Linked DNA regions of Sus scrofa: region 2 is linked to region 1. Evidence: chromatin contacts called from public HiChIP or PLAC-seq data. All regions are on one chromosome and are shown on one strand. The core of a region is the stretch at or near the end of the contact, and the rest is flanking DNA. Distances in the headings are between cores, read along the strand shown. Region 1 has its middle 33 kb from the start of CEBPA. Region 2 overlaps PEPD (xaa-Pro dipeptidase).

The links. HiChIP or PLAC-seq counts read pairs in DNA pulled down with a chosen protein or histone mark.
Region 2: a contact with region 1 is called in an H3K27ac HiChIP or PLAC-seq map of alveolar macrophages. The contact joins two enhancer-like sites. A contact is called at or near these places in 1 of 47 Hi-C or Micro-C datasets (fibroblasts) and 1 of 2 datasets of contacts at active chromatin or transcription factors (alveolar macrophages).

What each region holds. Positions count from the first base shown.
Region 1 is chr6:43,050,768-43,054,345 of Sscrofa11.1, forward strand. No RefSeq gene overlaps it. Among named protein-coding and RNA genes, the nearest start is that of CEBPA, 33 kb to the right of the region's middle. Within about 2 kb of position 1,969, at least 15 of the 83 cell types and tissues checked have an H3K27ac peak or open chromatin away from gene starts, as enhancers often do. A contact at or near this core is called in alveolar macrophages, where this site is marked.
Region 2 is chr6:43,192,972-43,196,549 of Sscrofa11.1, forward strand. All of the region lies in intron 11 of PEPD (xaa-Pro dipeptidase), which reads right to left. Among named protein-coding and RNA genes, the nearest start is that of CEBPG, 30 kb to the left of the region's middle. Within about 2 kb of position 1,955, at least 19 of the 83 cell types and tissues checked have an H3K27ac peak or open chromatin away from gene starts, as enhancers often do. A contact at or near this core is called in alveolar macrophages, where this site is marked.

The DNA of each region.
Region 1 (3,578 bases), core at 719-3,218:
AACCATGTGTGCAGCACCCCTGGCCTTGGGGGAAAGACACCAGGGGATGCCACTGGGACCGTCTTTCAAATCCAAGGGCATCTTCCCAGTTAGCCTCCATCCACCAGACATGGCCTGCCCAGCCCGGGAAGCTGGAAGTCCGGCTCTGGAATTCTTCCCAGGCACCTCCTTCTTCCATCCCCAATTTCCACTTTCCTCCAACAGGCCCAGGCCTTGCCCTTCCCCAGACCCCACGTTTCCAGCCACGCTGGCGGGAACGGAGCGCTTTGGGGGAAGGCGGAAGGGGTTTCCGCGGCACCCAGGTCTCCCGTGCACCGTTTCCCCGTCCCTCGGGGGCTGGCGGCTGGCCTGGCGTCTCTCGGATGGAAATACTGAAGACTCCTCGGCTGATCTGAGAAACGTGAGAACAGGGCTGGGAAAATCGGCCGTTTTTGTGGTTTGGGGGTTTGAAGCAAGTTTCACAACCGATCTCCCAAGAACAGGGTCCAGTCAGATGTGCTCCCCGCCCGGGGGCCCATTTCCCGGCTGGCTCTGGTGCTGACCGCCTGCCCGGCTGGGCTGCAAGGGGAGGGCCCGGGCCGAGGCAGGGGGCTGCCCCCCCCACCTGCTCCCCGCTTTCCCCCTGTGGGGCATGAACTTGAGGAGCTGAGAAGAGGGAGCCGTTTTTGGGGGTTCTTGTGGTTTCTGCCTCATCCTTTGGCATGGGGAGAGGCATCCACTGGGCTTCCCTTTCTCCCATCCTGGAAATCTTTCTTTGCTGCCTCTGGGGCAGCCATACCCTTAGGCCTTCATTGGTGGGGACAAGAAGGCCAAGAATTTCTCTTGTGGCCGTGATCTTGGCCTGGGGCTCACTAGCACGAGGGGACTGGCTCTGGCCATTCAGGGAGAGAGTGGGGACCCCAGGGAAGCACCCCCAGCCCGCCCCAGATCTCCACGCTTCCGCTGCCTCCTCCGCAGACAGCCGCCAGCTGGGGTGGGGAAGGGGTCCCCCGGCCTTCAAGTGGCCTGAACCCCCCAGCCTGTCCTTCCACTCTGGGAAGTCCCAAGCTGCCTCAGGCCAGCCGGGGCAGAACTGAAATTGGTGACATCTGCCTTTCTGGCCCCTCGGCTCCCGCCCCCGCCCACTCGCCCCAGTCTTTCCGCAGGAGCTTCCAAACCAGGCAGGAACAGCCGGCCGTGATCTCCCTGAGCTGCCCTCCCGTCTCCCACACCCCCCACTCAGCCTGGCCCTGCGTGAGCCAGACCCCCCCCTCCCCCAAGTTCTGGAGGGTGGCCCATGATCTTGGACACTGCCAACCCTCTGCTCAGGGGCACAGCACTCTCAGACATTCCCCCCGACCCCCGCCACCCTCTCTCCTCCACCAACACACAAACACACATACACACACAGCAGAGGGGAGATGGGCCCCAGGACCTTCAGCCCCAGGACACGGTGTGAGGCAGCGGTGCGTGGGGGACAGAGCCCTGGCTTCCTGCCTCTGCCAAGGGGGCCAGGACAGTCCTGGGTCTAGATGCCGAGTCAAGGTGGGGCTGGGAACTTGCTGGGTCCTGCAGGGCAGCTGGGCAAACAGAGCTGGGGATGGGAGTCATCAGATTCACGGCTAGGGAGATGGCTTGTCGCCTGCCCGGTCAGGTGGTTGCACAGACGTGGCGGGTTGCAGAGAGTCCCACGCGGCTGCATGCAGGGGCCAGGGAGAGGTGGTGGGGCCGGCCACAAGGGCTCGCGGGGACAGGACGATGAGAGCAGACCCACGGAGCCCTCTCAGCCAGAACCAGAGAAGCCTGGACGACTGAACACACCCAGGCAATTAGCCGGCATCCGAGAAACCCTCGCGGAGTCTGCTTTGGGCAGGGAGTAGCGGGGCAGATGGGCCCGTATCATGATCAGCTAAAGACACCCAGACACAGCTGCCAGGCCGGGCCCAGGAAGGCTGGGAGTTCTGGGTGTCTCTGCTGGGCGCCCTGTCCTCCTTCCCGTTCCTTATCCATACACCCCCCCCCAGCTTCCTGTTTCTGTTTTGGGGCCACAGGAACTTCCTCTTCTCATCACGGTTCAAAATGGCTTGCTGGCCTCAGCTGGAGGCCGGGCGGGAGGCTGGTGGCCCTAGACCGAGGGACATACGTGGAGGGAGGGAGAGGGGGGCTCTGTGCCCTGGGCGGGATGGAGGGGCCTACTGAGCTGTGACTGTGGTTCTTTCCACACTGGAGCTTCCCCGACAGGTTTCCCCAGCTCCTCTGGGGCTGCTTGTGTGAGCACTGCTCGAGGCCAAGGTGGCTGGACCCAGTTGGTGTGACCTTGCCAAGTCACCCTGTCCCCTTCCTGCCTCAGACAGAGGGCCCAGGGGTTTCTTGCCCTCCTCTTCTTCCTGCTTCCTCTCAGGCACATTTGCACTTGACACAGGCACTCATGGGCAGCCCCATGTCAGCCCACGGTGCACATGCACTCGCATGCATGCACGTGGCCCCACCAGGAACAGAGCTGCTGTCCCCTGGATGCTGAGGCAGTGGGGGGCCTAGCCCAGGGTGTCCTTGTGTGGGCATTTCTTAGCGAGTGTGTGTGTGGGATCATGTGGGGTGTGCACACGTGTTGTGTGTGTGTGTGTCTCTCTGGGTGGGGGTGTTTGGTGCAGGGGTGGGTGGGGGGCATCTCCTCCCAACTGCATCCTGCAGGCTGATCAGAGCACTTTCCCCAGATAAAGCTGAGTCGTGTCCTTCCAAATCTCTGAGCTCCCCATCTGTGGGCAGAGGGTGAGGGAGGGGCTTCCTTACCCCAGGACTCCTCGGGGTGCCCAAGGGAGTGTGGAGGGCATGGTCAGGCCCAGGGCCCAGGGCATGGTGGGCTGCCAGGATGGGTACGCAGGGCAGCCCTCAAGTGGCCACCTTGGGACCACCTTGATCCACTGGGCATGTGACCCTGTGCCTGGGGTGGGACGTGGGGGCGAATGTGGGCAGAGCTGCTGAGAGGCCAGACTCGTGTCCACCTCCCTGCTCACCCAGCTGCCCGGGGATGGTGCTGAGGATTCAGATGCTTCCTCCCAGGGGCTGGGGTAGCGGTCAAGGTCAGGACAGTGCCACTCCACCAAAGCTCCTGGCCAGCACTTCCTGAGCACTCGTTACTGGCCAGGGTCTCCTTCCCTATCTGATGACCATCGTTGTCCATTATGGATGAGCAATTTGAGCCCCTGGGGTCAAGCGGCTGTGGCTCCAGAATCCACACTGCCGGGACACACACCAGACTCTGGGCCTGGCCACCTCCCTCCCTGGGGACGGCCCCCCCCCCAGGGAACTCAAGAGTCTAGGGTCAGCGGGTTCTATTCCTCGGCACCTGGCTTGTGCTCACCTTAGCACTGCGGGGAAGCAGAGAACAAACACGCACTGACTGTTGACACAGAGGTCTCGGGGCCATAATTAAGACTCCGAGAATCAGGCCTTTATCGGCCAGGTATCTCCAACAGCCTCTAAAGGGGAAACATCCTGGAGCATCTAACGAAGCAAAGTTGGACGGGTTTGAAGACTTTTTTAAACCGGGAAGAATAGGCCTTTGTTGCCAGCTCCCCTCCTGTGGCAGCCTGCCTGGT
Region 2 (3,578 bases), core at 705-3,204, 140 kb after region 1:
GACCCAGCTGGGGATTTCTGAGCCGGAGGAAACTCCGGCTTCCTGCAGACCTCAGCATGAGACAGAGGGCAATGCCGACCGCTCCCCTGCCTGTTGCTGCGCCGCGGTGGGCAGCCCCTCCAGAAGAGGCCCACTGCTCCTGGCCAGACCTTCCCTGCAGTGCCAAGCCCCAGGTGTGACTGGCGGGGCAAAGGCCACCACTCGGAGCCCTGTGGCTCCCTCAGCGCCACAGGCTCACTCCCCAAGCCGACCCCTCCCCTGTGCCCTCTGGGCATCCCTGTTCCCCAATCCAGCCACAGGGTAGCTGCTCATGCAGGGCCCGGGCAGACAGGAAAGCCACCCAAGCAACCAGCCCTCCCCAGGGTGCGGGGTGACGAGGGCCTGCTGTGCGTCTGCATGGAACTGCTGTTACCTTCCTAGGGGTGACGTGGGGAGAAGCAGAGCACCAGTGTGGGCAGTGTCCCCGGGCCCATCCTGTGGGCGGGACACAGTGGCCGCACACCCCGGGGGGTGCTGCCATCACAGCACAGTGGGGGGCAGGGCCGGGCATCACGGCAGCGGCCTCTGCGGGGGAGGCGGTGAGTCGGTGTCACACGCACGGCACATGCTTCGTTTCACTTTTCCGTAAGCAGTGTCCCATGGTGTCTGCGAGAGCACAGACTGTCTGGACCGGCGCTTTCACACTGTGGGCTGTGACGTCAGCCGCGTGGGGTGTGGGGAAGAGGCACAAACGATGGCACAGGATGGACAGAAACCCTGTGGGAAGGGTGTCTGGTCACTATCTGGATGTCTCTGCTTACACGGTACTGGGTCAGAATGTAAAGCCTGCCTCAACCCGGTCAGCAGGTTGAAGGCCACGGCCACTGGTCTGCACCGACGGCTGACCAAGGTCTGTGCCTCACCCCCGCCCCCTGAGAGTAGTATCTTGCCCGCAGGACGGGAGCATGTCCTTAAGGCCATAAGGCCATCAAATGCTCAGGATGGGGCTGGTCTGAGACAACCGAGTTGAGTTCTCTCTGAGGAGACGGTGAGGTGGCGGGTCTGGGCTGGGTCTGGCCTCAGGGAGACAGGCCTGGAGGTGACACTTGCTCTCTAAAGATGACTGAGACCTCAGGCGCCAGAACGAGTGGGGGCTGGGCGCCCCTCAGTGGGGCAGCAGGGAGCCCCAGATACAGACTCGCCCCTCTGTGGGGCAGCAGCACAGCAGCAAACTTAGCAGGCGGAACTGTCCCATCGCTGCCTGAGGGGCCCCCCTGAGAGGCGGGCACCCTGCAGCCTGTGGGGGAGGGGCGGGGTGTCTGTGACAGAGACACAGGCCCCTGCCTGAGGCACAGCGGCCCAGGACAGAGGGTTGAGGTGGGGCGAGCTTCCCCAGGAGTTTAAACTAAGGTCTAGTCCCCAACAACCTGCAGAATTAACAGGGAATTAACTCGAGAGAGGGGCAGGGATTGCTGGCAGGTAACGGAGGGGCTGGCGGGGAAGAGCCTGCCCGGGCCATGCCCTCTCAAGGCCTGGCTCCTCGTCTGCGGGAGGAAGCCAAGGAGCAGCAGGGAAGCCTTGTAGAGAGGGTCTGATCCCGCCTCGGCTCAGGGAGCAGTGGCACATATGGCCCACCCACCACTGACACGTGCAGGTGTCTTCTGGGGCCCCCTGGGAGGAACAAGGCAGCCCTGACTTCTGTGGGCTTTGGTCCCCATGAACTGTGTCAGCCCTCTGCCAGTCAGCAGGGCAAGGCCAAGGCTCCAGGCCGACCACCATGAGGCAAGGAGACGGGAGGGACAGCCGTCCCTGGATAAGTCCCAGGATGACACGGGCTGGCTGCTGAGCACGTGCTGGGACAGGCTTCTCCCCCACTAAGCCTCTCCCATCCGGAGCCCCAGGACACCAAGACAGCGCTAGCAGGGATGAGCCAGACCAGCGTGTCCTGAGGCAATGCTGCCCTCTTCTGGCCAGTGCTGGGAGGTACGGCTCGCCACCCACCAGCCACATCCCATCAGCTGCTGGGCAACCCAGCCTGGGCATCCTTAGACTAGGCCGCCTGGAAGGTTCTGAGAGGAGCCATGGGGTATCCCGCCCCAGGAACCACTCCCCCTGCCACCTGATCAGATGGTGGGAGAAGGAGGAGATGGCAGGTGAGGAGGGGTATCCAGGCTGTTTTACAAATCAGGGCCCACTGGAGGCGCACGCTGGACCCTCCCCACCTTCCACCTCTGCCCCCCAGAGGGAGCCTGTTGGGCCCAGGGGAGGTGGGGAGTCCAGTACTGTAGTGGGCCCAGTTCTGGCTGCACTGCTTCTGGGTGGACCTAAACACGGACCGCGGCGCTCCCTGGTGGCCCATGGGCGGTGCACCAGCCCCCCTTAGAGACTCTGGTTCCCAAAGCCCAGGCTGGTTTTGGGGGACAGGACAGTGATGTGGAGTCAGAGGGCCTCTGCCCCCCCCCCCCCCGCCGCCGGCTACACCTGGGCTCGCATGGCTGATCTGGCAGGGAGGGATCTTCTGGGCTCCTTCCCAGGAAGGGCCTCTCATGATGTCAGACCATCCCATGTGAACTTGGTGAGTGTTTATTACAAGTAGGCCACACTTTTTTTTGGGTCTTTTTAGGGCCGCACCCACAGCATATGGAAGTTCCCAGGCTAGGGGTCCAATCGGGGCTGCAGCTGCCGGCCTGTGCCACAGCCACAGCCACCCCCAGATCCGAGCCGTGTCTGCGACCTACACCACAGCTCACAGCACCGCCGGATCTTCACCCACTGAGTGAGGCCAGGGGTGGAACCCACGTCCTCATGGATGCTAGTTGGGTTCGCTAACCACTGAGCCGCGATGGGAACTCTGGGGTCACGCTTTGTAACTCTGTTTTAGGAGGTCTGTCTGCATCCTTCAAACAAAAATGGAAAGCAACCCACAGCTTCTCTAGGACAGTGTCTTGGTGATGAGGTTCACGGTGAACCCCGAGGGCCAGAGCAGGAGAGGGCTCTCGGAGGCAAAAGCGAAGCCCCGAGAAGCCCCACAAGAGGCCTTGTGCCTCTGAAGCAGCCGAGAGGGAGGGCGGAGGGGATCTGAGGCCACATCAAAGTCCAGTTCCCACCTGAGCATCCAGGCAGAGCAAGTGGGGCAGCATCCAGCTGAGAGACGCAGGGAGGGGCCCGAGGGTCTGGCGGGGGAGGAAGAGCTCCTCGGAACACCCTTCTCAGCTCTGGTGATGCATCTGACGTGGGCTAAGTACCAGCGCGTCTGACTTACAGGTCCCGAGTCCCTGGCCCAGCTCCTGAGAGGCGCCTGGTACTGGAAGGGCAGAGGGGTGGAAGGTGGCCCTGGCCAGCTTCAAGCTCTACCTGGCACACGTCTCGGAGACAGTTTGAGGGCCAAAAACATGGAGCAGGCAGGTCACATGACCCCAGAGCAGTCTCAATAAACTGGGCTCTGCCTGCGGCTCTCGCCTCAGGTCGGGTCTCTAGGGCGGAAGCAGCTGCTGGAAGGCAGGCCTTAGGGGCACGGGTGGGTTGCTGGCTCTGGGGAGGCCGCCGTGTGGCAGCTCTCTCCCGCTGAGGGTCCCCTGTGCTGGTCCCCACACCCCACA